Regions from separate parts of the Mus musculus genome. Here regions 1, 2, 3, 5 and 6 are each linked to region 4. The links are chromatin contacts, called in public ChIA-PET, Hi-C and promoter capture Hi-C maps. All regions are on one chromosome and are shown on one strand. Each heading gives the region's core, a stretch centred on a gene start, on an enhancer-like site or on the middle of the called end of the contact. The rest is flanking DNA. Distances are from core to core; before and after follow the strand shown.

What was found. A called contact is a pair of places that touch in the nucleus more often than the background predicts. ChIA-PET counts read pairs in DNA pulled down with a chosen protein or histone mark. Capture Hi-C pulls out chosen DNA fragments and counts their contacts.
Region 1: a contact with region 4 is called in an RNA polymerase II ChIA-PET map of memory CD8 T cells, with 54 read pairs. The contact joins the promoter of Arf4 here to the promoter of Il17rd in region 4. A contact is called at or near these places in 12 of 39 promoter capture datasets (the 3T3-L1 cell line, the C10 cell line, the HPC-7 cell line and 7 more), 4 of 484 Hi-C or Micro-C datasets (the HPC-7 cell line, embryonic stem cells and muscle stem cells), 14 of 115 datasets of contacts at active chromatin or transcription factors (the SCID.adh cell line, astrocytes, cardiomyocytes and 11 more) and 2 of 9 other capture datasets (adipose tissue and liver).
Region 2: an RNA polymerase II ChIA-PET map of memory CD8 T cells shows a contact between it and region 4, with 26 read pairs. The contact joins the enhancer-like site here to the promoter of Il17rd in region 4. A contact is called at or near these places in 13 of 39 promoter capture datasets (the 3T3-L1 cell line, the C10 cell line, the HPC-7 cell line and 8 more), 3 of 15 datasets of contacts at CTCF or cohesin (the NIH/3T3 cell line, embryonic stem cells and pro-B cells), 29 of 484 Hi-C or Micro-C datasets (the AML12 cell line, B cells, CD4 T cells and 21 more), 6 of 115 datasets of contacts at active chromatin or transcription factors (craniofacial prominence, embryonic limb bud, embryonic stem cells and 2 more) and 2 of 9 other capture datasets (adipose tissue and liver).
Region 3: a promoter capture Hi-C map of adipose tissue shows a contact between it and region 4. The contact joins the promoter of Arhgef3 here to the promoter of Il17rd in region 4. A contact is called at or near these places in 4 of 39 promoter capture datasets (embryonic stem cells, hippocampal neurons, liver and 1 more), 8 of 484 Hi-C or Micro-C datasets (cerebral cortex, embryonic stem cells, granulocyte-monocyte progenitors and 1 more), 6 of 115 datasets of contacts at active chromatin or transcription factors (effector CD8 T cells, embryonic stem cells, large pre-B cells and 3 more) and 2 of 9 other capture datasets (adipose tissue and pancreatic islet).
Region 5: a contact with region 4 is called in a Hi-C map of cardiomyocytes, with 3 times the contacts expected there. The contact joins the promoter of Ccdc66 here to the promoter of Il17rd in region 4. A contact is called at or near these places in 4 of 39 promoter capture datasets (liver, pre-B cells and stem cell-derived epiblast-like cells), 3 of 484 Hi-C or Micro-C datasets (CD4 T cells, cardiomyocytes and uterus), 2 of 115 datasets of contacts at active chromatin or transcription factors (large pre-B cells and memory CD8 T cells) and 2 of 9 other capture datasets (adipose tissue and liver).
Region 6: a contact with region 4 is called in a promoter capture Hi-C map of pancreatic islet. The contact joins the promoter of Dennd6a here to the promoter of Il17rd in region 4. A contact is called at or near these places in 4 of 39 promoter capture datasets (the C10 cell line, the HPC-7 cell line, hematopoietic stem and progenitor cells and 1 more), 2 of 115 datasets of contacts at active chromatin or transcription factors (embryonic stem cells and large pre-B cells) and 3 of 9 other capture datasets (adipose tissue, liver and pancreatic islet).

Annotation. Positions count from the first base shown.
Region 1 is chr14:26,636,862-26,641,167 of GRCm38.p6, forward strand. Arf4 (ADP-ribosylation factor 4) reads left to right here and starts at 1,273. Exons shown (of 6, transcript NM_007479.4): 1 at 1,273-1,625. The coding sequence starts at 1,559.
Region 2 is chr14:27,403,731-27,407,956 of GRCm38.p6, forward strand. It overlaps Gm52095 (a long non-coding RNA gene), which reads right to left. Exons shown (of 4, transcript XR_003951011.1): 4 at 2,152-2,432. It overlaps Arhgef3 (Rho guanine nucleotide exchange factor (GEF) 3), which reads left to right. Exons shown (of 10, transcript NM_001289687.1): 10 at 1-181. Among named protein-coding and RNA genes, the nearest start is that of Gm34702, 5.5 kb to the left of the region's middle. Within about 2 kb of position 1,896, at least 103 of the 459 cell types and tissues checked have an H3K27ac peak or open chromatin away from gene starts, as enhancers often do. A contact at or near this core is called in B cells, the G1E-ER4 cell line, the HPC-7 cell line and 9 more, where this site is marked.
Region 3 is chr14:27,333,767-27,337,811 of GRCm38.p6, forward strand. Arhgef3 (Rho guanine nucleotide exchange factor (GEF) 3) reads left to right here and starts at 2,271. Exons shown (of 10, transcript NM_001289687.1): 1 at 2,271-2,503. The coding sequence starts at 2,411.
Region 4 is chr14:27,036,935-27,040,725 of GRCm38.p6, forward strand. It overlaps Il17rd (interleukin 17 receptor D), which reads left to right and starts at 2,067. Exons shown (of 13, transcript NM_134437.3): 1 at 2,067-2,295. The coding sequence starts at 2,170.
Region 5 is chr14:27,506,908-27,511,053 of GRCm38.p6, forward strand. Ccdc66 (coiled-coil domain containing 66) reads right to left here and starts at 1,553. Exons shown (of 18, transcript NM_177111.3): 1 at 1,515-1,553. The coding sequence starts at 1,525.
Region 6 is chr14:26,578,071-26,582,349 of GRCm38.p6, forward strand. Dennd6a (DENN/MADD domain containing 6A) reads left to right here and starts at 1,480. Exons shown (of 20, transcript NM_001134465.2): 1 at 1,480-1,792. The coding sequence starts at 1,565.

The DNA.
Region 1 (4,306 bases), core at 23-2,522, 400 kb before region 4:
ATCACACATTGAACCTAAGAAATAGAGAACTGCTCAAACAAAAAGTACCTTCCTAGAGAAAATACTTAAGAGCTGGTGAACACTAACTAGGAAGGGTAGGATTGTGGGCGCTACTAACGGTAAACTTTAGCAATAGTTATAAGGTGACATTCTTAGATAATTTGCTTCCCCCCTACATCGTATTTTGTAACCAGTAAAACGGTAGTAAATTCTTCATTATTATTCTGGGAATAATAGGAATGAATAGGACAGACAAGGTTCCTGTTTCAGAAACGCAGTCTTTAGTTGACCTCTCAAAAAATTAGTACTCTACTGGGTGTGGTGGTACAAGCCAAGAAACCTGGCCATTCTGGAGGGTGATGTAGGAGGATCACAAATTCGAGAGCAGTTTGTCATCTCAAAAGGAAAACTGTCCACAGTGGTAGAACGCTCTTAGCAAGCTTTGAAATCCTGGGTTCCATCCTCAGTACTGGAAGCGGATGGAAAACCGTCATAGCATTCTGATGATTCTTGGCGTCATGCCTAGGAGTTTTCCACCTTTACTCTGCCAGCAGGTCTGTTTTTAATTCTCTCTGGAGAAGCTAGAATCAGATGCTGCCCTTGTGAAGGCCAGCCACGCTTTAATTACTAATACTTTCACCCAACTGCAAAAATCAGAGACCCCTTTATCCTTAGAGGGATACTTTAGATGTCTATAAGTTTTTTTCAAAAAATGAATAAAATTAAGTCTATGCGAGTAAAGACTTTCCTTTGTTGTGCGGGTTGTCTTTGGATCTCCTATCCCTGCTTGCTGTGAGCAGCGAGCTACTAAGGATATTTCACATGAAATCCGTCTCATCGCATGTCCCTACCCAGCCTGGAAATTTTTTATTAAAACAGGGTCCATCTTCGTTCCTTCATTGTGACAAACTTACTGGTTGCTTGCAAGATTTGATTACATTTGTGGGAGTGGGAAACCACCGAGGCTCCCGTGAAGAAGTCACCCAGAGGTCAGCAAGAACGTCACCACTCAGCCCACAATGCACATCTCGCCTACCCGAACCTTGGACTACTACTATTCATCCGGGCGGAAGCCACTCACCTCGAACCCCATTGGACGAGATGCAGCAAGGACTCATGGGAGCCCGCCTGTCCTTCCGTCTGCCTGTGCCAACCGTCTTCGCTGGGCTCCACGTCCGGTAGTTCGCACGTCGGCGTAGCGGGCTCAGGCCCATTGCGCGCAGGCGCGGTGGCCCGGGCGGCGCCTGCAACGCAGGGGGGTGGGGCAGCGCTGACGCGATTCTGTCCGCGTTGGAGCGGGCGGGCCGCCGCCTGAGTCTCCGCGGCCGCCGTGTGACGTGGCACAGCCGAACACTTAACGCCGCGCCGGAGCCACCGCACCAGACGCCTAGCAGGTCCCGGTCCCGCTACGTCCTGTCCCGCGGCTTCGCCGACACTCCAGCCAGCGAGACAGGTCTTCAGCGTTTTCTCCTCCGCCCACTCGGTTGTGAGCCGGAACCGTGAAGGCCCGAGGGCGCACCAGACCCCCTCCTTTTGACCGTCAAGTGCCACCACCGCTATGGGCCTCACCATCTCCTCTCTCTTCTCGCGCCTGTTCGGCAAGAAGCAGATGCGCATTTTGATGGGTGAGTGAGGGACCGGGGCCGGGGAAGGCCATGTGTCTTCGCCAGCCGGTGGCCCGGCGCCCAGCCTTCTCCGGCTGCGGTGGGGGAGGGCGATCAAGAAGCATCGTTCGGGGAACAATGGGGGCGAGGGGCGAGGGGTTTGTTTCCCACAGAGGCTGAGCCAGAGAGTTGGGCCAGATTTCCTCGCTCCTGGCTTTACGTGCCTTTCTCTTCCTGCTGTAATTGAGAGCCTGGGGAGATTGAGCGGAGATAGATGTAGGGTTAGCTCACACTGGCGGAGCTCATTCTAAAGGTGCCGTTCTCAGGGTGCAATCTTCCTTCCACCTCACTTCCCTGGCGGTGGGCAGCGGTCGAGAGTGAAGCTGGCCTATTCCAGCCTTCCTCCTCCTCCCCCTTTCTTGGTCGTGTACGCCCTGTGCACACAACCATCGGTATGTGGCCCGGGCCAGGAGCCGCCTGGGGCAGGAAGTGACCAGGCCCACTGTGGCGAAGTCACACTTGGTGCTACCCAAGATTCGGAAAAAAAGTCCGGAGACTTCTGAGCTCACTTTGCTTAACTTTGCCTTGCTCTGGATTCGACTTTCTTTTCTCGTGATTATGAAGCCTATTCTGTGAAAATGAAAGTTATCCCATGGCTGTCTTTCAGTTCTAAACCTGTTTGGTTTGCTATCTTTGCTCTTTCATACGAATCTTATCCATTTGGCCTGGATAATAATAAAATCCAAAAGCTTTTAGAGACGAAATCTTTTTTTTTTTTAAACGGATAGTTGTAAAGCACCTCAATTGAGCTACAAAAAAAAAAAAAAATCGTTTGTTTAAAAAGCTGCCTCGCTGTGACAGGTTTTATTGCCCAGCGGAGGCCTTTCGCTTGGGCATTGTAAAGTGGCCTCTCCTTAGTACAGCAGTCTACCTCACAGCTGAGTTGCAAGGACCTGAATGACGCCTTTTAAAAAGCCCCGAGAACACTGAATGTTGACGCTTGTTGAGTGTGAGGAGCAAAGGGTTATTTTGAGCACCCACTCCTATGGAGCGCTTCAGTTTCCGTAGTGCTGCAGAGCGTGGCTGTACAAATTGGCTATTGTTAGTTTGTTCAGCTTCTTTACAATTCATAAAAACAATTGTGCGAGATCCATTCACAAAGCTAAGTGAAAATGTTTTCTTTCATAGTTTTGCAGATACTCTTTATGAAAAGGACAATTATTTTAGGAGGGCAGACTGTTATTTAAGCTTTAATTGGTTAGAAATTGGCAGTATGAAAAAGGCTGAAGTCAAAGGGAGGACTTTGCACTGTGATAAATGGGTTTCTTAGAGATTATCCAGTACAGGATTGTGTTACTGAAAAATAAAGAATTTATTGTCGATGTTACTGTCATTGTCAGAGTCTTGTGATGGCTAAAGGGATGGAGGGAGAAGCGTGAAATGATGGTTTAAGCACTGTACTATGTTTGAGAAACTCTCCTGTCCATCCTGATTGAAAGAGAATGGAAGTAGACAAGCATTTAGCTAGCTGAGATTACGGAAGGGGTGGAAGTCACGGTTTGGGTTTACTCTTTTTATTTAAGTATTTACTCACTCAGGTTTGCTATTCTTTTTGTTTTAAAATGACATCAGGGTCTCTCTATATAGCCCTGGCTGTCCTGGAACTCACTGTGTAGCTCTGTAGACCAGATGGATCTTAAACTCATAGATAGCCACCTCCCTCTGCCTGCCAAGTGCTGGGATTACAGGTGTACACTTGTCATGCTTGTGCCCAATTAAATGGTCTCTGCTGGGCAATAAAACCTGTTACTGAGAAGCAGTTCTTAAACAGTGTTTTTTTTTTTAATAGCTTAATTAAGGTTCTTTAGAACTATCTGGCTTAAAAAAATGATTTCTAAAAGTTGACTTTCTAATTTTATTATTATCCGACCCAGCTAGATAAAATTAGTTTGAAAGAGCAAAGGTAGTAAACCAGCAGATTGAGAACTGAAAGGCAGCCATGGGATGAATGCCCTCGCTTTGCTGTTCTTACTTTATACTGTAATGTAGAAATACTGTTTTCCTTGTTTAAAAGCAGTCTAGTCATAGAGTCACCTTTCATGGTAACTCGTCAGAGGAAGTATAAATGTCGGTTCTGTGTGTGAACTGGGAACACAGTAGTTTGGAAGTCTGGTAATTCCTACGTTTTGAGTTTTGGTTTTTGTCTTTGTGGCTTTATGAGTGATTGACTTTGTCATTAATAATCACTTTTATGATAACTTTTCCCATTTGAGTATTGGGAATTCTAGTTAATGAATTGTTCTATATAAATGTGTGCACATGTGCTCTGCTTCTGTGTGTGTGTATGTGTTTACTTTGTGGTATGGTTTTGAGACTGGAACCTTGTTCATGTACTCTAGCCTAGCCTCACCCTAAATGATCGGTTTGTTTTGTTTTCTTCTCTTTCATAAATAGGCTCTTCTTTTTTTTGGTGGTGGTGGGGGAGTTCTGGGGATCAAAATCAGGGTCTCTACATAACCATTGAACTACATCTGTGCTCCTAGATTACTGTTTTGTTTTGTTTTTTTTAGATTTATTTATTATTGTATGTAAGTACACTGTAACTCTCTTCAGACACACCAGAAGAGGGCATCAGATCTCATTACGGATGGTTGTGAGCCAACATGTGGTTTCTGGGATTTGAACTCAGGTCCTTCAGAAGA
Region 2 (4,226 bases), core at 646-3,145, 370 kb after region 4:
ACACTGGATGATGGAGAAAGCTTCAACTGTTCTCTGTAGAGCCGCTGGCCACGGTGGCCAGTGAGTCAAGGTCTGTCAGCCTGTGGGAAGAGAGTGGACGGATGTTTTGGTGAAATGAATACTTTTGTATAATGGCCTTAAACTTTTCTGGAAGCATTTCAAATAAATTGCATTAAAAACACCTTTTCCTCCTGTGTACAGTGTGTGCTCAGCCATCATCAAGTCTCAGGTTGTCCTCTGGAAAGGCAAGAGTTTCTTTCTGAAATTTTACATGTGGTTTCCAAATACTACTTGCGGAAATAAATAGTGCGACTGATGGAGCAAAGCTGTTACAGAACATACATTTCTGTTTTCTCAAGCATTCTGCTCTGATTTCTTTTACCATGTATACTTAGTGTACACCATTTATTCACTTGTGTGTACTTAGTGTATGTGTGTGTGAGGCATGCACGTAAGTACACAGGTACTGCCACACTTGAGTGGAGGTCTGAAGACAACCTGAGTATTTAGTTCTCTCCTTTCACTGTATGAGTTTTGAGGACGGAACTCAGGTCATCCGGCTTGGCATTAGCAGCAAGCACCTCTCCCCATTTTAGCCATCTTGCCACCCCTCGCCCCTTCACTCACCTTTATCTATGCCCTATACAAAGCTTAGTCAGAGCTGTGACAGAAAAGAAGCATTGCATCTCACTGCGGACACAAGTGACTGACGGTGAACTTGAAGCTAACAGGGGTAGTGGTGCACACCTGTAACTCCAGCCCTTAAGACGCAGAGACAGGAGGATCTCCTGAAGTTCAAGGTCAGCTTACTCTGTATAGCAAGTTCCAGGCCAGCTGGGACTGCATAGTGTGATCATATCTTGAAACAACAAGGAAAAGGAAGGGCGAAGGGAAGTTTCATTTTTAAGTTACGCTGGAATTTTAGTCTGCTTGTTCACTGAAATGGTTTTATTTCTCTGACAGAGTAGGGCTCTTGTTTTGTCTATAGAAAGACGGGACAGGTTAAAGATCTTAGCAAGCATTTCCAACAGCATGTTAGTCCGGTAAGGTTAATGACGAGTTTTGTCTTTATGTGTCTGCCATATCCTTTAACACACTGTCCACTCCTAGATTTGGCACAGCGTTCACATAGATGGTAAGTCCAGTTTTGTTTTTCTCAAGGGAAAAAATATCAAGTTTTCTGTCTGCAATCCCAGCACCGTAGAGGTTGAAGCAAGAGAATTGTTTTAATTTGATGGCTAGCCTGGGCTAGATAGTACCAGGTCAGTCAGCTACATAGTTAAATATCACACACACACACAAAATGAAAAAGAAAGGAAGGAAGGAGCCGGGCGTGGTGACGCACGCTTTTAATCCCAGCACTCGGGAGGCAGAGGCAGGTGGATTTCTGAGTTCGAGGCCAGCCTGGTCTACAGATCGAGTTCCAGGACAGCCAGGGCTACACAGAGAAACCCTGTCTCGAAAAACAAACAAAAAAAGAAAAAAAGAAAGAAGGAAGGAAGGGAGTGAGGAAGGGGAGGAAGGAAGAAAGGAAGGGAGAAAGTGAAAGAAAAAGAAAACCCGTCTGCTTTGTTCTCTGGTCTCCCTTTGCCCATGCTTCAGAGACATTTTGGACAGTCTCCACATTTTGTTTCTAGAGTGGCATTGGCTTGTTGACTCTAGGCGCTGTATCTTTGCTAGAAGGTTAGTTGTTGGTGCTGACATTTTGAGAGTTAGTACAAGTGGCGGCAGGCTACATGGGCTTCAGTCTGCTCTGAGGCTGTTATAGTACATGCAACTAGATGTAATCCTTGTAGTCAAGACACAATGAAAACAGCCGGGGCTGGCAATCTTGTGCAGAATTAGAGTGTGGTTTCAGTTTCTGGCTTGTGGTCACTGCCACTGACTGCTTTAGTTTCCATTGCCAGAAGTCTCCAGCTGCTAAGAATGCAAACTTCGTGGTTGTTACAGGATGCTACAGCCCATCTCGGTGAGCAGCCTGTTCAACTTTATGTTCTCTATGCACCCATTTTTTTTTTTTTTTTTACTTCCCCAAATCTAGAGCACCACCTGGTTCTAGAGAATGGACATGCAGAATTGGAAGACAGTTCCCCAAACCCAGAGCTGTCTATAGGGATCTTAACGTCATCAGGATCAGAAGCCCCACATGAGCAAGGCCACCTTGAGAAGAGGTCACTACCCCTCAAGTCTGTGTAGGCAGACAGTTTTAACAATGTCACTGCTCCTTACATCACACCTTTTTTCTTCAGGAATGTTGGTGGTTCTCCCAGTCAGCAACAGGCCTACCTAGACAGAGCGGTTTATCAAGGGGTAGCCTAGTTTCCTTTGTTGCTGTGATAAATACCATGACCGAAAGCAACTTGGAGAGGAAAGGGTTTATTTCTACTTACAGTTTCAGGTTACAGTCCCATCAAGGAAAGTCAAGGCAGGAACTGAAACAAACCATGGAAGAATGATCTTTACTGGTCCACTCACTGATTTATGCTCAGCCAGCTTTTTCTTTTTCTTTTTAATGTATCTCCCTGCCAAAGGGAATGGTGCCACCCATAGTGGGCTTGGGTCTCCCTGCCCCCCACTAATTATCAGTGAACACAATTTACCATAAACATGGCCACAGGTCAATCTGATCAAAGCTGTTCTTCAATTAAGGTTCCCTTTTCCCATGTGATTCTACATTGTAAAGTTGTTGCATGAGACCCTGTCATAACATACATACATGGTGGGGGGAATATTTGAGATACAGAATGTGATGGGGAAGGGGACCCAAAAGGGTAACAGTATGAATATGACCAAAGTACATTATATTCATGTATGAATACAAGGGAGCAGGGAAGATATTCCATTGGTAAAGTACCTGTCTTGCAAGCATGGAGACTTAATGTGATCCTCAGAATACACTACACTTGCAAGGTGACATGGCATGATCTTGTAGTTCCAGACTGGGAAGATGGAGGAGATAGGGGGATCCTTGGAGCCCACCTAATTGGTTAATCAGAGACTGTGTCAGGGAAGGTGGAGAGTGTGCCCGGGGATGACACCCAGGGTTGTTCTCTGGCCTCCACTTGCACACACACACACACACACACACACACGTATACACATACACCTGTATTTGAAGAAATGTCACAATGAGGGACAGGGAGAGTTGGCTCGGTCTTAAAGGGCTTGCCGTACAAGCATCAGGACTTGAGTTCAGATCCGCAGCATCCATGGAAAATCCTAGCACTCGGGAGGTGAGCATGTGAGAGCATGTGTCTGTACCTCAGCACCTGGGGAGGGGGTTTGCAAATGAGCGGACCCCAAGGGCTCACTTGCCAGCCAGTCTAGCCGACATGTGGAAGTTTAGACCAAATGAGAGGTCCTGCTTTGAAAGTTCAGGTGGCGAACAGCAGAGGAAGGCAGCCAACCTGATGTCACCCTCTGGACTTCTCATGGGCCAGCACATTGGCATACACACAAAATTCTTGCCACAGAGGAACCCATTGCTTAGTACATGCTAAAAGAAAAAGCAAAGGTGAACCCTTGGGCGGGAGCCTCTTTAGTTTTGATATATGTGTACATACTTTTAGGAGCCTTCTCAATAAAGAGAATCAGGAATTTTGTTGTTGTTGTTGTTGTTCATCGGGTTGCGCTAGGGAGTGTGTGTGTGTGTGTGTGTGTGTGTATTTCCTTTGGAGAAAGGGTCTCACTGTGTTTTCCACACTCATCTCGAACTTGCTGTAGAGAATAGACTGATCTTGAGCTTGGAGCAACTCTCCTGGCTCTGACTACATTACAGCACTATAGTGAGCAGCACACCTAGCCTTCATATATGCACTTTTAAATTGGGTTTTTCTGCATGTATTAACACTGGGATCAAACAGTAGGTGAGTACTCACATCACTGAGCTACATCCTCAACTTCTATTTTTATTTTATTTATTTATTTATTTATTTATTTATTTATTTATTTTGGTTTTTCAAGACAGGATTTCTCTGTATAGTCCTGGCTGTCCTGGAACTCACTCTGTAGACCAGGCTGGCCTTGAACTCAGAAACCCGCTTATCTCTGCCTCCCAAGTGCTGGGATTAAAGGCGTGCGCCACCATGTTGGGTTCAAAGTATGAATGGCTTCAAAACAATTCTGAGATATTTGTTTGCTTCCTGTCGTTGTGGATGAGCAGTTTTTTAAGGTAAAAGAAAATCTTTCAAAAACAGAAGCAAAATACCTTCTGGACCAGATAAAGC
Region 3 (4,045 bases), core at 1,021-3,520, 300 kb after region 4:
ATTATTACCATGTGTTTTTGATGTGTCACACTGCCTGGTCAGTCCTAAGAACACTAAAGCACCCCAATACCAGGGCTGTGGGAATCGATTACAGGTAACACCCCATCGAGGGCTGTAAGTGTATTTTCCAACTGGAGAACAAGGCCCAGTGAACTTCACTGGGGATCAAGGCTCATTCCCAAATGCACTGTTGATGCCCAGGGTCTTGTGGTGGAGACTGTGGGTGAGCTTGGAAGAGCAGGGCAGGGTAAAGGAAGAGAGGCTGTGGAGGCCTTGGCTCTGGGACATGTCACTACCTCTGGGCCTGGCTTGGTTGGGCACCCTTGGAAATGGGGTTTCCTCTGCCTAACACTATCTTTGGCCAAGCTTACAGGTGTATGAGCAGTTCTCACATGCCCCTTCTCATTCCATGCCTCTTGCTGCAGCTTTCTTCTTGTTGCATACTTGGGAAGAAAACCGCAGGCGCTTTCTCCAGTCTCAATAGGAACCCACTCACTTCAGAGCCCTGTTTACACATACACTCCTTCTTGACTCCAGAGGCAGTCTGTCTGTCTGTCTGCTATCTAGTCAGGCAAGATAATGAGTGGGTTTAGTGCCAGAGTGTGGATTTGGTACCTGAGGTGGAAGATCTGCAGGTTAAGCAGTTTCCTGCCAGGAAAAGTAGGAACTGCTGGGTCCTGACCTCATCTGGAAGCAGGTCTATATTTCTTCATCACACTGCCTCCTTCACACCCCAGAAGCAAAACCAAGACTCAGTACCTCTCTGTAACAACACCCTCCGTATGCAGACCTTTCACGGGAGGAGAGAAAGATACTATAGCAAAGTTTAAGAAATGTTATTTGGAGGAAATGATAACTTAAAAAAAATGAATCTTTTTTTCCCAGGGTGATGTGAATATATTTTTCTTTTAAGATGTTGAAAATTGTTACTGTAACTGTAAAGCCTCTTTGTCCACTATTACTAACCTTTTCTATCCCAGATGTTTCTCCTCTGCCACCAGGGAGAGTGTAAGCTTGTCTCAGATTCTTCTAGACATTCAATGTTGTTGACCTCCAAGTATATCTTTATAGAGAATATCAAAAAAAAAAAAAAAAAGAAAAGAAAAGAAAAAAGAGAGAAAGAGAGAAAAAAGAAAGAAAGAACAAAAGAAAAGGACAGAAAAGAAAAGAAAAGAAAGAAAAACTCTTTTGTAGCTGTGTTTTGAACACAAACTGTGTACTGCTTTGTTCCGAATTGTTACACATTGGATACTAGGAATCGAACTCACAGCCTCACACTTGATAACTATTCTCCCAAAGCCCGGCATTCCCAGCCTTTTGCAATTATTTTCCAACTGAGGCCAACATAAAGGAACTCTTTCAGTTTCACACCCATAGACCCTTCTCCTCTCTGATCTCTATGGGGTGGTGTTCTATAATTAGAAAAGCTTACTTAAATACTCTTACTAAAGACTGTTACCATTGTTTTTAGGGTTTTGTTTGTTTTGTTTCGTTTTGTTTTTTGTTTGTTGTTGTTGTTGGGGTTTTGTGTGTGTGTGTGTGTGTGTGTGTGTGTGTTTGGTTTTTTTTTATAGGTTGGTCTGGGCTGCAGCAACGATCTTGTAATTACTTCTTGGGCATTTAAAACGTCAGTGTTTCCCCAGAAAAGATCCCCAAAAGCGTGGTCTTCGCTCTAAGCTGGAAACAGACTGAATCAGTCCAGCGTGGGTGTAGGCTGTAGGTGTAGGGGCCTGTGTGGTGGGGGAGGAGAGGGGATGGTTAGAGGGGACTCCGTTCCTTCCGTACTGCGTGGTGGAAAGTATTTGTCTCTCAGCTTTGGAGCTTGGTTTCACGGTGCTTTTTGAACTGCACTTAAAATGGGTGCATTTTACTGTTTGGACTGCTTTTACCTACTAAAGCTTATTTTTAGTAAAATGTATCCAGGACAGCCAGAGATGTAGAGAAACCCTGCACACGCAGGTTTCCTCCCCTAACCCCTCGGAAAGTGAGAGCCTGGCTTGGGACTTGCCCCCTGCTCTATCAGCGTTTGCCTAGGGTCCTGGTTTCCTTGCTACAAGCTATGTAGCGGTCTGGGGTCTGGCAGCTCCACGCAAGCGTCCCCTGAGGTCCCCAAAGTCTGCAGAACCGCCCCAGCCTCAGGAGGCGTCTGTAAGTTCGCACCTGGCGCTCCTTGGAGGGCGGGGTGGGCCTCTCTAGTCCCGCCTACCCGCCCTCCCTCAGTGGGCATGGCTTAAAGCGGCCCCGCCCTTCCCGGTGGAGCTTAGGCGTCAGGTCCACTCTGCAAGAAGCAGCTGTAGGTGTTCGCATCGCCGTCGCCTGCATCGTGGAGCTCGGGCCCTCTTTTACCCGGGATTTTTGTTGTCGCCTGAAATTAGCGGTGACATCTCAAAGGGCAGGCCCGGCAGCCGCCATGGTGGCCAAGGATTACCCCTTCTACCTCACTGTCAAGAGGGCAAACTGCAGCTTGGAGGCGCCCCTGGGCAGCGGGGTGGCCAAGGACGAGGTAGGACGCGCCCTCCACACACCTGCACCTCCGGGCTTCTCTGCCACCTCACCCTGTGTACCGCTCGCTTTCTCTCCGTCTCCCCCACGTGCTGCGCTTCTCCAGATCGCCCCTTCAAGTGTTCCCTCTCACGCCTTCTCTGTGGGTCCTCTATCGCTGCCCTGCTCCCTGAGCTCGGGAACCGCAGATCTTTGATGCTGCTTCTTTCCTTCCGAGCGACTGGCAGACCGAACCCCAGTCTCTGTCTAGAGCCTGCAAAGGCACCTACCTACCCGCTGCCCTGTTAGGAAGGCCCGGGTGTCGAGAGAGAGCCTCGTAAAGCAATGTCTCCCCGTCCCCGGCCGGGGTTAAGAGAGCTAAGTTCTTGGGGACCGGTTCAGACATTTCACCAGACACACTTGGTTTTGTAGCTGTTTGAGAGCAAGGGCGGGACAGGGCACCTTTACTTGTCACAAGTAACCAATAAAGGAGGTTGGGGGAAGGGTGTCGTTCATTTTGGGTCTGAGCTAAATGAGTAATTGAGGCTCTCCTTCATGACTGCTGAAAACGAGCTAAAACGTTGGTGAATGGGAAGCTGACTTGAAATGCTAGAAACAGTTCCCATTCTGGGAACTTGGGCGCGGGGAGAGGGGCAGTGCCCTTGGGTAATCCAGGGAGTCCTCTCAGTTTGGCTTTCTTAGGCTTTCCTCTCCCACCCCCATGTGTCCTGTCTCTGGCAAATTGCTGACTGCCCTTAGAAGTTGGTTAGGTTCAGTTGGGGGAGAAGACGATTCTCATTCTTTTTCAAGGTTTTAGAGAAGACAGTTAATTGTCTTATCAGACTCCAGTTTTGCTGTGGTGGAGTCCGTAGGACCAGCTCATCATGTCGTCTGTCTGTGTCTGTGTCTGTGTGTGTGTGTGTGTGTGTGTGTGTGTGTGTGTGTGTGTGTGTTCGTTCTCCACTTTCCTCTGCCTCACTCTGAGAGACTCGGGGTGGGCAGTGACGCTGGAGGCAGGTGTGTGTCCCGCCTTGTCACAGCACTGTTGATTCCACCTACACAACACATGTAGGTCTGCTTGGTGTGTGCCCTTGACGCTCTGAATTCTGTATAGGTGTGTTTTGGGGGTTGGTAGCATCAGAGATCCATTTCCTCCAACAAGATTGCCTCCCTTCAACAGGACTCCACCAGATTCTGGTTAGATCCTCCTTTTTGTTTGCTGAGCACAAGATAAGCCTCTGGCCTTTCCGTAGCTAGTTGAATATTTGTAGAGTTTGTAGTCTCAGCAGCTGTGGAAGTGTAGTGGGCTCTCATCTGTTTGGTACCGTCATGGAGTTCAGGTTGATAGAGCCTAGAATGGATATGAGTTTTCAGTAGCAATGGGACTGGTGGCTTCTCCAACTCCTGGGAGGAGATAAAGCATACCTGGTTTGGTTAATACATTAAAGTGGGCCAGAGAAGATAAGAGTGAAAATCGCTGGGAATTCTGACCAGGCTTTTTTTTTTTTTTTCATCTTTTTGTCTTGAGTTTTGGGGTCCTGTGGTAAAGGCTTGAGTGAACCTG
Region 4 (3,791 bases), core at 817-3,316:
GCTTCTTCTTCTTCTTTTTTTTTTTTTTTTTTTTAAGATTTATTTATTATATGTAAGTACACTGTAGCTGCCCTCAGACACTCCAGAAGAGGGAGTCAGATCTCCTTATGGATGGTTGTGAGCCACCATGTGGTTGCTGGGATTTGAACTCCTGACCTTTGAAAGAGCAGTTGGGTGCTCTTACCCACTGAGCCATCTCACCAGCCGGCTGCCTAGCTCCTTAATCTTCCTACAAATCTACATTTTTCTTCCAAAAGCCTAAAACAGACTGCTGGCGCAAACTTAAGCCTGTGATCCCCACTTTCAGGAGGCAGAGGCAGAAGGCAAGACAGCTCAGGCTGGCCTTGGGCTACATCCCAAGAGCCTGGGGTGGGGAAGAGTCTTAGGCCAGGGTAGAAAGCTTGCCTAGCGTCCTGAGTCCTTACCACCACCACAAAGAAAACTAGTCTACTAACAACAACAAAAGCCTTGCAATAAATATGACCTTAAAGGGTAGAGAGAGAGGCCCGAGAGTTTGGCTCAGGGGTAGAGGGGTTTGGTTGCCCTGCACACAGAGGGGCCTTAGTTTGATCCCCAGTACTGAAAAAAAAAAAAAATCACACACACACACATCTATTACTAAGTTTAGTTTTATTTAGAACTTTAGTAGGGTTTGAGGTTTTTCCTTTTTTTAAAAAATGATTCTTGGATTCTAGTCATTAAAACCTGTGTTCAATTCATAACAACCACATTATGGCTCACAACCATCTATAATGGGAATCAGATGCCCTCTTCTGGCCTGCAGGTGTTCATGCAGATAGAATGCTCACATAAAACATAAAACAATAAAATAAAATTTAGAGAGAGAGGGAGATAAACGTGTGGGGGTATTTTAAAATCACTGATTATAACAAAAACACTGGGCCTGGATTGATTAGTAAGTTATGGAACACATCAAGGCAGGAGTGCATGTAGATTAAGGAGCCAATAACCTCATGGTTGTCTTAGTTTTTCACCAAAAGCTAGGTCATCCATCCTGACAATATCTCAGTCTGTGGCAGCTCTGAGCCTGGACAGCCTTTGCTAAGGGGACTTTGAATGCCTAGAGTTTAAAGGAGCGTGGGAGAAAAGCTCTGACTTGCAGATTCTTGCAAGGAGCAGTGTGCTTCTTGCATCTACTCAGAGAAAGCTCATCTGGAAGGGCAGTCTTCTGTGGACCTCGTGACCCCACGATGAGGACAGGTGCCTACCCACTGTGGCTGTCTTAGGGTTTTCCATTGCTGTGAAGAGACACCATGGCCAAGGCAACTCTTTTTTTTTTTTTTTTTTTTTGAGACAGGGTTTCTCTGTGTAGCCCTGGCTGTCCTGGAACTCACTCTGTAGACCAGGCTGGCCTCTAACTCAGAAATCCACCTGCCTCTGCCTTCCGAGTGCTGGGATTAAAGGTGCGCACCACCACCGCCCGTCTTGACTCAATCTTTATCTTTTTTTTCATAACTGTCGATTTGTCCATCCAGCAAGGCTATGTGACCTTATGAAAGTCAGTTCGTGGTTGTAGCCTTTATTGATTGCTTCCTACATGTTAACAGAACTCTCCCTGGATGAAGAGTCTTGTTCTTCATTTCGTCTTACTGGGAACAGCACTTTGGAGGAAGCAAATAATTTGTCCTGGGTCCCAGGAGTAAATGTAGAGACAGGATTTCCCTAGAGGCTTTATTATGACATTTCCTTGTCATTTCATTGGTAGGGTGCAAGAAGGAACTTGACATTTGAAAAGCAAGTACTTATTAAATCATTAATTTTAAAATTACTATTATTATATTCTTTGATTCGCCCCAAGTTTTTGCATGGAGAAGTCATTTGGACAAATCCTTTGGATTAAAAAAAAAAAAAAAATCCCTTAGTGCTGAACCTCCTGCTGTGTCAATCTCCGGTGGAAGCCAGAGTCTCCTGTGCATTGGGGCGGGGCCAAGACCGAAGGGCCGGGCTACAGGATCAGAACCAGGACGGAAAGCTGAGATTGAGGGCGGAACCTGGAGGAAAGAGGAGGGGCGAAGCCCGGCAGCGCATGCCCGGTGAGGGCTGCCAGCCTCGGCCGCCGCCGCTACCGCCGCCGCCCACTCGGGACTAGAGAGCGAGCTACAGGCAGCAACCTAGCGGAGACCGGCCCAACTGGGCGAGCGTACGGCCATGGCCCCGTGGCTGCAGCTCTGCTCCTTCTTCTTCACTGTCAACGCCTGTCTCAACGGCTCGCAGCTGGCAGTGGCCGCGGGCGGCTCCGGCCGCGCGAGGGGCGCGGACACCTGTGGCTGGAGGGTAAGGCGAAGGCTTCTCCGGGTTCCAGGTTACCTGGGGGCGCGCCGCGCGCACAGGTGTTCGCGCGCAGGCGAGCGGGGACCGCGGGGATCGCTGGACGCCGGATCCGCGAGCAACGGGGTTCTCAGCTTTTCTAGCCGCTCATCCTGCGTCTGGATCCCCGGGCGCGCGTCTGCAGGTCCCGGACAGGATGAAAGGGGCCGCCGACCCCTGGCTTTGTGTTGTTAATGAGGCGCGGCCGCTGGCTGGGGTCCGACTCCTGAGGGCGGGTGGCTGGGCGGAGAGGCGGGGGCCGTGCGCCCCACCCTTTGTTCCCGGCCCTCTGCCCGGGGGATTGGGATCTTCCGGGCAGTGCGCAGGACCGGTGCACTTCGGAGCCGGTGTGGGGTTCGTGCCCTGGACCTCCAGTCCACAGCTCTGCGAGGGCCCAGGGCAGCCAGGGAAGGGTGTCTGGAGTGCTAGGGAAGGATGCCCCCCCTTTCTCGCAGTTGCTTTGTTTCTTTTAGGCATCGCCGTCACCTAACTTTTACCCAATCGCCGATTCCGAACTTTTTGAGAAACAGCCTTTCGTCTAGCTAATGGTCCCCTACCCTACTCCCTACCCCCACGACCCAGCTTGAGTTGAGGATGTTTTTGTGGTCAAAGGGCAGCGAAAGTTTGCTCCGCCAGGTGTCCCAGACCTGAGACCATGGTGGCTTCCAGACTTTCTTTGGGAACTTGAAAGCCTTCTTCCCAGAGCTGAGTGTTCTTTTGATGCTGTCTAGATAGTGCGGTCCTCTGGTTTGCGGACTTTGAACCTCCCACAGAGACAAGGGTGCTGCGAGTCAGTCCACACACACCTTGAACCCTATTGTGAGAACACAGGCTTTGCACTCCAGCAACCAGGAGCTTGTTTTCCTCACCTAGAAAGAAGGAAGAGGGGGTGGGGGTGGGCGTGTTGTTACTGATTTCCCCAGGGCGCAGGGGATACACTGGGGCAGTTTACTTAGACCGACGGTGACTTACGTTTTTCGATGGAAAAGTCTGTTCAGTCTCAGTACAGACAAGACCCAGGACGCGACACCTCTTAGGGATACTTGGCTCACTTGCTTCTCTCTTAGAGGGAATCCCGGTTCAGAAAACCAGGTATGAGCCAGGCAGCTATGGTTCTTTCACGTTTCGTGAACGCCGTTACTTCTTCCCGTTTAAGTAAAACCTCACCATTTCTTACTGTGTTCCATTGCAGTAAAACATCACTGTTAGTTTTAACACATTCCAGATTTCTTTTACGGTAATCTCAACGTTGACCTATCAGTTTTTAGAAGAGTTCAGATCTGGACTGGTATCGGCTGTTGCTGCCTTCCTGTAATAGCCTAGAGTACATGCCACTTGTAAAGTTATAACACTGGGTCTAAGTGGTCTCTGAAGGAGCCGCAGCGGTGTTTGTGTTCGTTAGGAATGTATCGCTCGATGTGACATCCCCCCCCCCCCTTGATGTGGTTCATCAGGGTTATTGA
Region 5 (4,146 bases), core at 303-2,802, 470 kb after region 4:
TCACTATGTATGTAGACCAGGCTGGTTGACCAGGCTGGCTTTGAATTCCTGATTCACCTGCCTGAACCTCCCTCAAAGTAGTCTTTAAATTTTAAAATATTGTTTTCAAGGCTGGAGAGACAGCTCAGCAGTGAGGAGCACTGTCTATTCTTGGCAAGCAGAACCAACATTGCAGTTAACAAGTGTCTGTAAAGGCCCCTCGGGTCACCAAGGGCACCAGCACAAGTGGCCCACAGACTTACATGCAGGCACGATACCCATTCACATAAAATTAAAATAAGTATTTAAAAAGTATGTGTATATATGTGTTCATACATACACATTTTTTTTAACCTAAGAGGGAAAAAAATACAAAAGACTTTCTTACAACTTTTCAGTGAGGCCAGCATGTGTCATGTTTAACCTGAAACCTGGTTTTTGTTACTGGTAAGAAATAAAGCAACCCAGTTATTGCAGCATCCTTTAACCTGCAGCTCTATACCAAAAGTCCCATGCTGCTACCAGAACTCCTTAGCCAGGTACAAGACATAGATAAGCTATTTATGCGTTTTTTGTTTTGTTTTGTTTTTAACAATTTCATGACTGACAGATTCCAAGGAGGAATAGACGCGACTGAAAGATGGCTAAAATGGTCACCAATGTGACGGCTGCTTAAATACAGAATTCCACACAACTTGGACTATTTCATATACTACACGATTGCTTTAGTGACTCTATTACTATCTTAATAAATAAACAATAAACTTTGGCTAATATGACACTTTACATGTCAAAAGCGCCACCATAAAGAAACGGTAAACACTACCAGCAAAACTTACGTTGTCTATTAAAGTCAACAAAATTCTGATGGGATTCTACACACAGTATTACACAGTCTTACGGGGGTGGGGTGGGAACGGGGTGGGCGTTATGTGTCTATGAACAGTAATGACGACAACGTCAAAGAGAAAATACCAAACCAAGAAATTAAGGGCGAGCAGGTTGACTAGCAACTTTAAACTCAGAGTTGCTTTGGTAGCGAGAATCAAAGTGCCTGCGTTTGTAAAAGGAAACAATCTGGGAGATATAGGTTGTCAGAGGCCACCCCGTTGCAGGACTACAAACAGCTCATGGGTACGTTAGAAGGCAACCTCTTGAATGAATCTGAAGTTGCTAAGTCTCTATACTACCGCCCCGCAAGCTTACGGGGCAGGCTGCCTCATTGATTTCTAAACTCCCAGAAGAGAACCTAACATTCAGCTTCTGGATGCGCGGTTACGTCTAGGTCTGGTGGCTGGTTTTCCTAAAACGATGAACTTCTGAAGATGAAGACCGCACCCCAGACTCGGTCCAGCCCCAGCTGAGGATGCTCCAGCTCAGTACGGGGCAGCCGTAGCTCCCCGAGCATCTCGCCCTCTGGGGCGCCATCTCCCCTCCGGGGCGCTCCAACACCACGGTCCGCGCTGGACCCGGAACCCCGCCCGCCGCCACGCGCCGGCTGAAAGTTACAGCCCAGCGAGTCCCCGCCGGCTTACCCCAGGTTCATGGCCCCGCCGCCCACCCGCAGCTCGCTCAGGTCACTTGTGTACCCAGCTTGCTGCCGCTGCTCAACAAACGCTATGCTGATTGGTTGCCGGGGGCCAGCCGAGCCAATCACAGTGGGACATGCTGGCGGGTCCGTTCGTTGATGCCGGCCTCCCCGGACTCTAGATCCCTCTCCGGGGGCGTCTGCGGTTTCTTCGTGATCACCGCCAACCTTGGGGAGCCGCCTTGGCTCTAATGGAGGTTTCCAAATAGGCAGAAACAACAGATGTAACCATTCTCTTTTATATTTGGAGGAGAGGTTTATTTAGTTGAAGGACTTGTGACGCCTAGGACACAGAGTATATGTCTCTGTCTCTTCGTGCTTCCCACACCTTACAGGCTGAAGTTCTTTAAATACTGCAGCAACAGTCACAGTGTGGACCAAACTCGTATATCCGTCGTTAGCAGTGCTATCTCTGAGGCACGAAGAGGCAAAAGGACTTGCCTGGGTCACTGACCACTTAACAATTATACTACAGATCTTATATCTAATGTGAATATGTGTATAACCCCAGCTGACGCTTTTAGACTCAGCCCAAAATTCCACTTGTTGCTCTTCCAGAGAATCCCAGTACTCACGTCAGGGGGCTAAGCCTCCTGCAGCTATATCAATCCTGGTGTCAGACTGGAGTCGGGGAGGGCGCACCCTCGGCAGCCTGTTTCAGAGTGAGTTCCAAGACACCACCATCCCTACCCCCATCCCCACCCCCACTAATCCCCACATAAAAATAAACAAATGTCACTTCCATAAAGAAGCTGCTGAGGGTAAAGTGTAAGAAGGCAATGTCAGCCGGGCGTGGTGGCGCACACCTCTAATCCCAGCACTCAGGAAGCAGAGGCAGGCAGATTTCTGAGTTCGAGGCCAGCCTGGTCTAAAAGTGAGTTCCAGGACAGCCAGAGCTATACAGAGAAACCCTGTCTCAAAAGAACCAAATAAATAAATTATTATTATTATTAGTAATAATAATAATAATAAAAGAAGGCAATGTCTACCTCCCTCCTCCTAGGATCCCAATAGTAGAGACATTATTAGGGTCACTTCCGGAGCATGCAGGAGGGTTTTCAGGAGTTTGGGCAATCCGAAAGTAAATGTAAAGTCTGCACTTAGCAAGGCTGGCGACAAGCTCAAGCTCACGGCTGGATGTGATAGCTGGGCATCTGCTCCCCTTGAGTTCCCAGAGCCCACGTGTCATTACAGCAGTATTGGATTTGGTTGGCTGAGAGGGATGCTCAGGAGGGAGTCCCACGAACCTCCCTATCCAGTCCTGCTATCAGGGAGTGCTATCTTATGCAGACAGGCCCATTTAAGCATCCTGAAGATGGTGGTAGCTGGGCTTGGAGGATAGTCTAGTCCTATGCAACAGAAATCCTCAAAGACTGGGCAATTCCCCATCATGCCACACACACCGTTGGAATCCTGTACCAAAGTGAGTGTCAGAGAAACAGTTGATGTCTGGTACACTTCTGTAACCACAGCTGCTGCCACTTAGGAGACAGAGGCTGGGGGTCCTCCATAGTGTGAGGCCAGCCTAGGCTATACAGGTGTGGTGGCTATTCCTAGTTGTCAACTTCTGGAATGAACTACAGTTCAGAAATGGAGGGCACACCTGTGATCCAGATCATGAGGCTAGAAGACACGGGTTTCTGACTCAGATCTTGACTTGGGATGACACATACTTTTGATCCAGATCTTGAGGCATAGCGGCCATGAAAAGCTTAGGCCCAGTTAAGGTAGTATATGCCTTTAATCCCAGAAGAATGAGGCAAGCATATCATTGAGTTCAAGGTCAGCCTGGGACAGAGCAAGTTCCAGATCCAGTTGTGGTGGCACACACCTTTAATTTGGGCCACACTTTCTGCTGGAGGCCTACATAAGGGCATTGGAAGAAGGAAGGCTTAGTTCTTTGCCTGCTTGCACATCTGTTGGAAACTACTTCTTCAGGATCCCAGCTTATACAGACCAGCTGAAACAACTAGCCTCGTGGGACTGAGCAACTACTAGATTCTTGGACTTCCTATTTACAGCTGCCTATTGTTGGGTTAGTTGGACTGCAGACTATAACTCATTACAATAAATTCTCTTCATATATAGAGACATTCCAAAAGTTCTACAGACGCTAGAGAACCCTGACTAATATTATTCTTTAGAAAGCCAAACAGGTTTGGAAAGCAGGCTTGGAAACACATACCTGCACTTAGGAGTCTAAGACAGAAGACCAAAGAGTTCAAGGCTAGCTTCTCCTACATGTGACCCTGTTTCAAAATGGTTTAGAAAAGATAAAAACAACAAAGGGGGGGGGGGAGGAAGAATACACTTGTACATTTGACCATGCTGTTAATGTTTAGCTGTCTGTGGTGGTGCGTGTCTTTAACCCCAGCAGGGTTAAGGCAGGGGGATTCTGTGAGTTCAAGGCTACCATGATCTAAATAGTGAATTCCAGGTCAGCAAGAGCTACATAAAAAGCCTATGTGTTATATATAAAATAAATAAATAAATAAAAGGGCTAGAGTCGGCAGGTTAATAGACATTTTCTGGGAGGTAGAGTAGTGTGAATTTGAAAGTCTTACCTTTTTCTTTGAGTT
Region 6 (4,279 bases), core at 230-2,729, 460 kb before region 4:
CAAGAGATGGATCATTTCTTGATGGTCAAGAATTTTTATGTGTTTTAATGTTGTTTGCTTGCATTCATGTCTGTGCACCACACACACTCCTGGTGCTCTTGGTGATGAGAAGAGGACATTAGATCCCCTGGAACTGGAGTTACAAACCACCATGTGGGTGTTGAGAATTGAACCTGGTCCTTTGCAAGAGCAGCAAGCGCTCCTAACCACTGAGCCATCAGTTGGAGCCCCAGCTTTGTTCTATGTAAAATAGAAACAGTAATATCACTGCCTTTTGAGGCCGTGGAAAGGCATGGGAATGGGTTTTGATAAATCCATTGTATGTTATCTATCATCTTTTACACACTTTCCTATTGGGTATTACCACGTTTTCTAATTACTTTTTTTTTTGTTTTGTTTTGTTTTTTGAGACAGGGTTTCTCTGTATAGCCCTGGCTGTCCTGGAACTCACTTTGTAGACCAGGCTGGCCTCGAACTCAGAAATCTGCCTGCTTCTGCCTCCCGAGTGCTGGGATTAAAGACATGTGCCACCACGCCCGGCTCTAATTACTTTTGATGAATAAATCCTAGCAGGTGCTGAAAAAAAAATCCTACTTAGTCGTATCATGCTATGCCAATAATCAATAGCAATTCACCAGGGCAGATGTTTCTTGAGTGCCCAGCCTAGAGCTGTCTTGACTTCTTAACAAAGGTAGCTTGAAACCAGGCCCTTCCTCCAGTGTTCAGATAGCATGGTCCAAAGGTGACTGACCAACCCGAGATTCCAAGAAAGTCTGCATATGCGTAAGAGTTGAGAGAGTCCGCCAGACCAATAAAGATGGGAGCTGCCTTGGTAGGGAGGGTATTCGGAGAGTTAAAGTACACATCTCTATCAGGGGACTGCAGGAGTGAACACAGGCTTGCCTTAGAGTTCTTATACTTGCTGGGCTAGTCACGAAGCCTCTCCGAACTTCAGTTCCCTTATCTGTGAAGACAAATTAGCCAGAGGTGGTGGCCCATGCCACTAAACCCAGAATCTTGGGTAGCTGTGGTAGGAGTACCATGAGCTAGAGGCCAGTTGGGACTATGTAAGGCATAGCTAAAAAAGAAAAGAAAGTCCTACCCAACACTTAACAAACAATAGTGTTCACCATAATGATATGTTTAATAAGAGTTAATAGGTGTATTTGAACTTAGCATATCAACTGTCACAGAGTAAAAGTTTAATTAAACTACTGTTAACCACTATGTTTTAGTAACACTTTAATAATGAACTGGGTCGTTCCAAGAATAATTCATTGCTGTATTGTTGTGGATCTGAGATGACGATTCCTGAGCCACTGTTTGAGTTTAGAGAACTGTAAAACCAGCAGGCCAGTCTGAGCGAGCAGCAGAGATAGCCGCGGCTTGTAGGGAAACCACTGAACCCCCCGCTCCCAGGGTCACGTGCCTCGTGGCCGCGCCCCTATTCCGGGAGTCCGGAGCGGCTGCGGCAGCGGCAGCACTCGGTGCGCGTGCGCGGAGGCCTGCGCGCTCTGCGGCGCGGTCCGCAGCGGAGGCGGCTCAAGCGCCTAGGGGGTGGCGGATGGCTCTGCCGGGCCCGGCGGTCTTTGGGCCCGGTTCCCGCGGGTCGTTGGACGAGGCCGGGGCTGAGGGGCGCGAGGCGGCGGCCCTTGCGGCGGCGGGAGTCGCGCTGGAGGACGAGGAGGAGGACGATGGCCGCCGGGGCCTGCTGCGCTGGGACGGCTTCTCGGCCTGGCTACACTGCGTGTGTGTGGTGGGCTTCGACCTGGAGCTGGGCCAGGCGGTGGAGGTGAGGCCGAGCCGCACCCTGTGTCTCCACCCTTGGGCGGCCGGGTCCTGGCCGCTGCTCATCCGGGCGTGGCTCGCAGCCCCTGCGCGGCTCAGCTGGGCGGTGCTTCTCGACCCTTCGGTGGGAGGATCGTGGGCTGCGGCTAGGGGTGAAAAGTTCTTTGTAGGCCCCTCCTAAATACTTGTTGATGTTCCTCTTTAAAAAAACAAAACAAAAAACCAGCGATAACTGGAGGGTAGTGGCACCCAGAAAAGCCTACAGCAGACAGGATGTTTGCTTGGAACTTTCAAGAAAGGAACAATACCCCCTGACATATGTGAATTACAGTAGCCAAACGTGCACGTCCAATCATGTGGGCTGACTGACTGTATTGTCAATTGCGCTAACTCGTAGATCGGTCCACTGAGTCCAAGTCAAAATGCTTAGCATGCATTCTCTCCCTTTTCTCTGTTCCCCATTTCTCTGTGAAATGTCGTTGGGTTCCCATTCCCTCCAAGTCTCTCCCTAGCATTGCAAACAGAATTCAAGGCCTTCTGAAAACTAGGCAAGCTGTCCCCACACCCCTCTCCCGACCCCTGCTGTTTCTTAATACTGATTCTGTGACAATTCCCAGAAACCTAATGTCAGTGGAAAAATTGTTGGCTTATAAATCTGTTAGATATCATAACATCTTACCTAAAAGACCTTTGAATCTCACTCATTTTTGCCATCACTTTGCATCTTTTTTTTTTGTTGTTGTTTGTTAGCATAAAAGATTTGTCTTATTTATCCAAGTGAAAAGTTACTAGAAAGGCATTAGAAAGGTGTATGTCCCGAAGTTTTTGGTATTTTGTTATTGTTCTTTTGGCATCGGTGAAAGATTCTAATCTTATTCTGATTTGGTTGGTCTGGTTGTTCCAAACGAGAAACTGCTGCATCTTTGTCTTTTGTATCGTTACATAGTTCATTTAAATATTGAGTTTTTATTAAGATCTAGGCACCATACAAGTTAGTGGACATACACATAAAAGGATGTTCTCATTTGCATTTATGAATTGAGACAATAAGGTGGGGATCTAAGAATTAATCTATTTAGTCAATAGGATCAAATTTATTGCCTGATACAGTATTCATTAAACGTTTGTTGATAGAGGGAGTTAGTATGTAAAGTGATTCTGTATTTTATTTGAGACAGGAATAACAATCTCCAAAGATTGAAGACATTTATTTTTAAAGATTTGTTTATTTATATAATGTGTATGAATGTTTTGCCTTCATCTCTGCATGTAAGAGAATTTGTACCTTGTGCTTGTGTAGGCTGGAAAAGGGGGTTAGATCCACTCAGTCTGCAATCCTTCTGGTCATGTAGGTGCTGGGAACTGAACTCACATCCTCTGGAAGAGCAGCAAGTGCTCTTAACAGCTGAGCCATCTCTCCAGCCCCTCAAAACAATATATTATGCTCGTTATTTAATGATAAACTGAAATTTTATGTGTAGCAAAATAAAACTTAATCGGTAAGCAGAAGCTGTCATATTTGGTCACCTTTAAAAAAAAAAAAGATTTATTTGTGTGTGGCTATTTTGCTTGTCTGTGTGTCCATGCTCCACACTCATTCCTGGAGGTCAGAGGAGGCATCAGGGCCTCTGAACAGGAGTTGCAGACGGTTGAGAGCTGCCACTGAAGTTGCGTCCTCTGGAAGAGCATCGAGTGTTCTTACCCAGTGAGCCATCTCTCTAGCCCCATTGATCGGTTTTTGTAATCTCATCGTTTGGAACATTGCTTTTAACATGAGTATTTTCTTTTTTAAATAAGTGGCATATCTTGACAGAGTTGAGGTGATGAAAAATAATCACTAAAGGTTATATATGAAATTTTATTTCCCATAATTGCCATTTCAGAGCAGTATCTTTACGAAGTAGTTCTTAGCTTTTTTTTTTTTTTTTTTTCTTCCTGAACTTTCAAAAACAAAAGAAGAAGAGTTTGAACTCTCTTGGAAAATGAGTAGGACAAACTTGTGTTGCTAGCTAGGCTGTTTGCACTGATCCGTGGAGGTGTTGTCGTCGTCTCTGTCTGGATTAAGGATCACTGCCTTAAAGTAAGGAGAAGAGAGGAAGGTCCCTTCATAACGGAGCTAAGGAATGGTAAACACAGTAAGATGTCAATGATCTGGCTTTGAGACTGGATCTCACTCTCCTCGAGTACATGTAGCCCAGGCTGGCCTTAAACTCACAGCAGTTTACCTGTCTCAGGCTACACCCCTCACCACTCCACCACCTAGTGCTGGGATTAGCTAGTGGTTACGTGCTACCATGTTTGGGACAGAGCAATTTTGTTTTGCTTATCTTTATGTGGGGTGCATATGCATGCATGCCACTGTGCACACAGTAGAGTAAGGGACAGAATAGGAGTCTGTTCTCTCCTTTCACCTTGTGAGGCCTGTGAACCATCTCAGGCCTGAAGGCTTAGCAGCAGCAAATTTCTTTTCTCTAAACAGCTGAGCCATCTC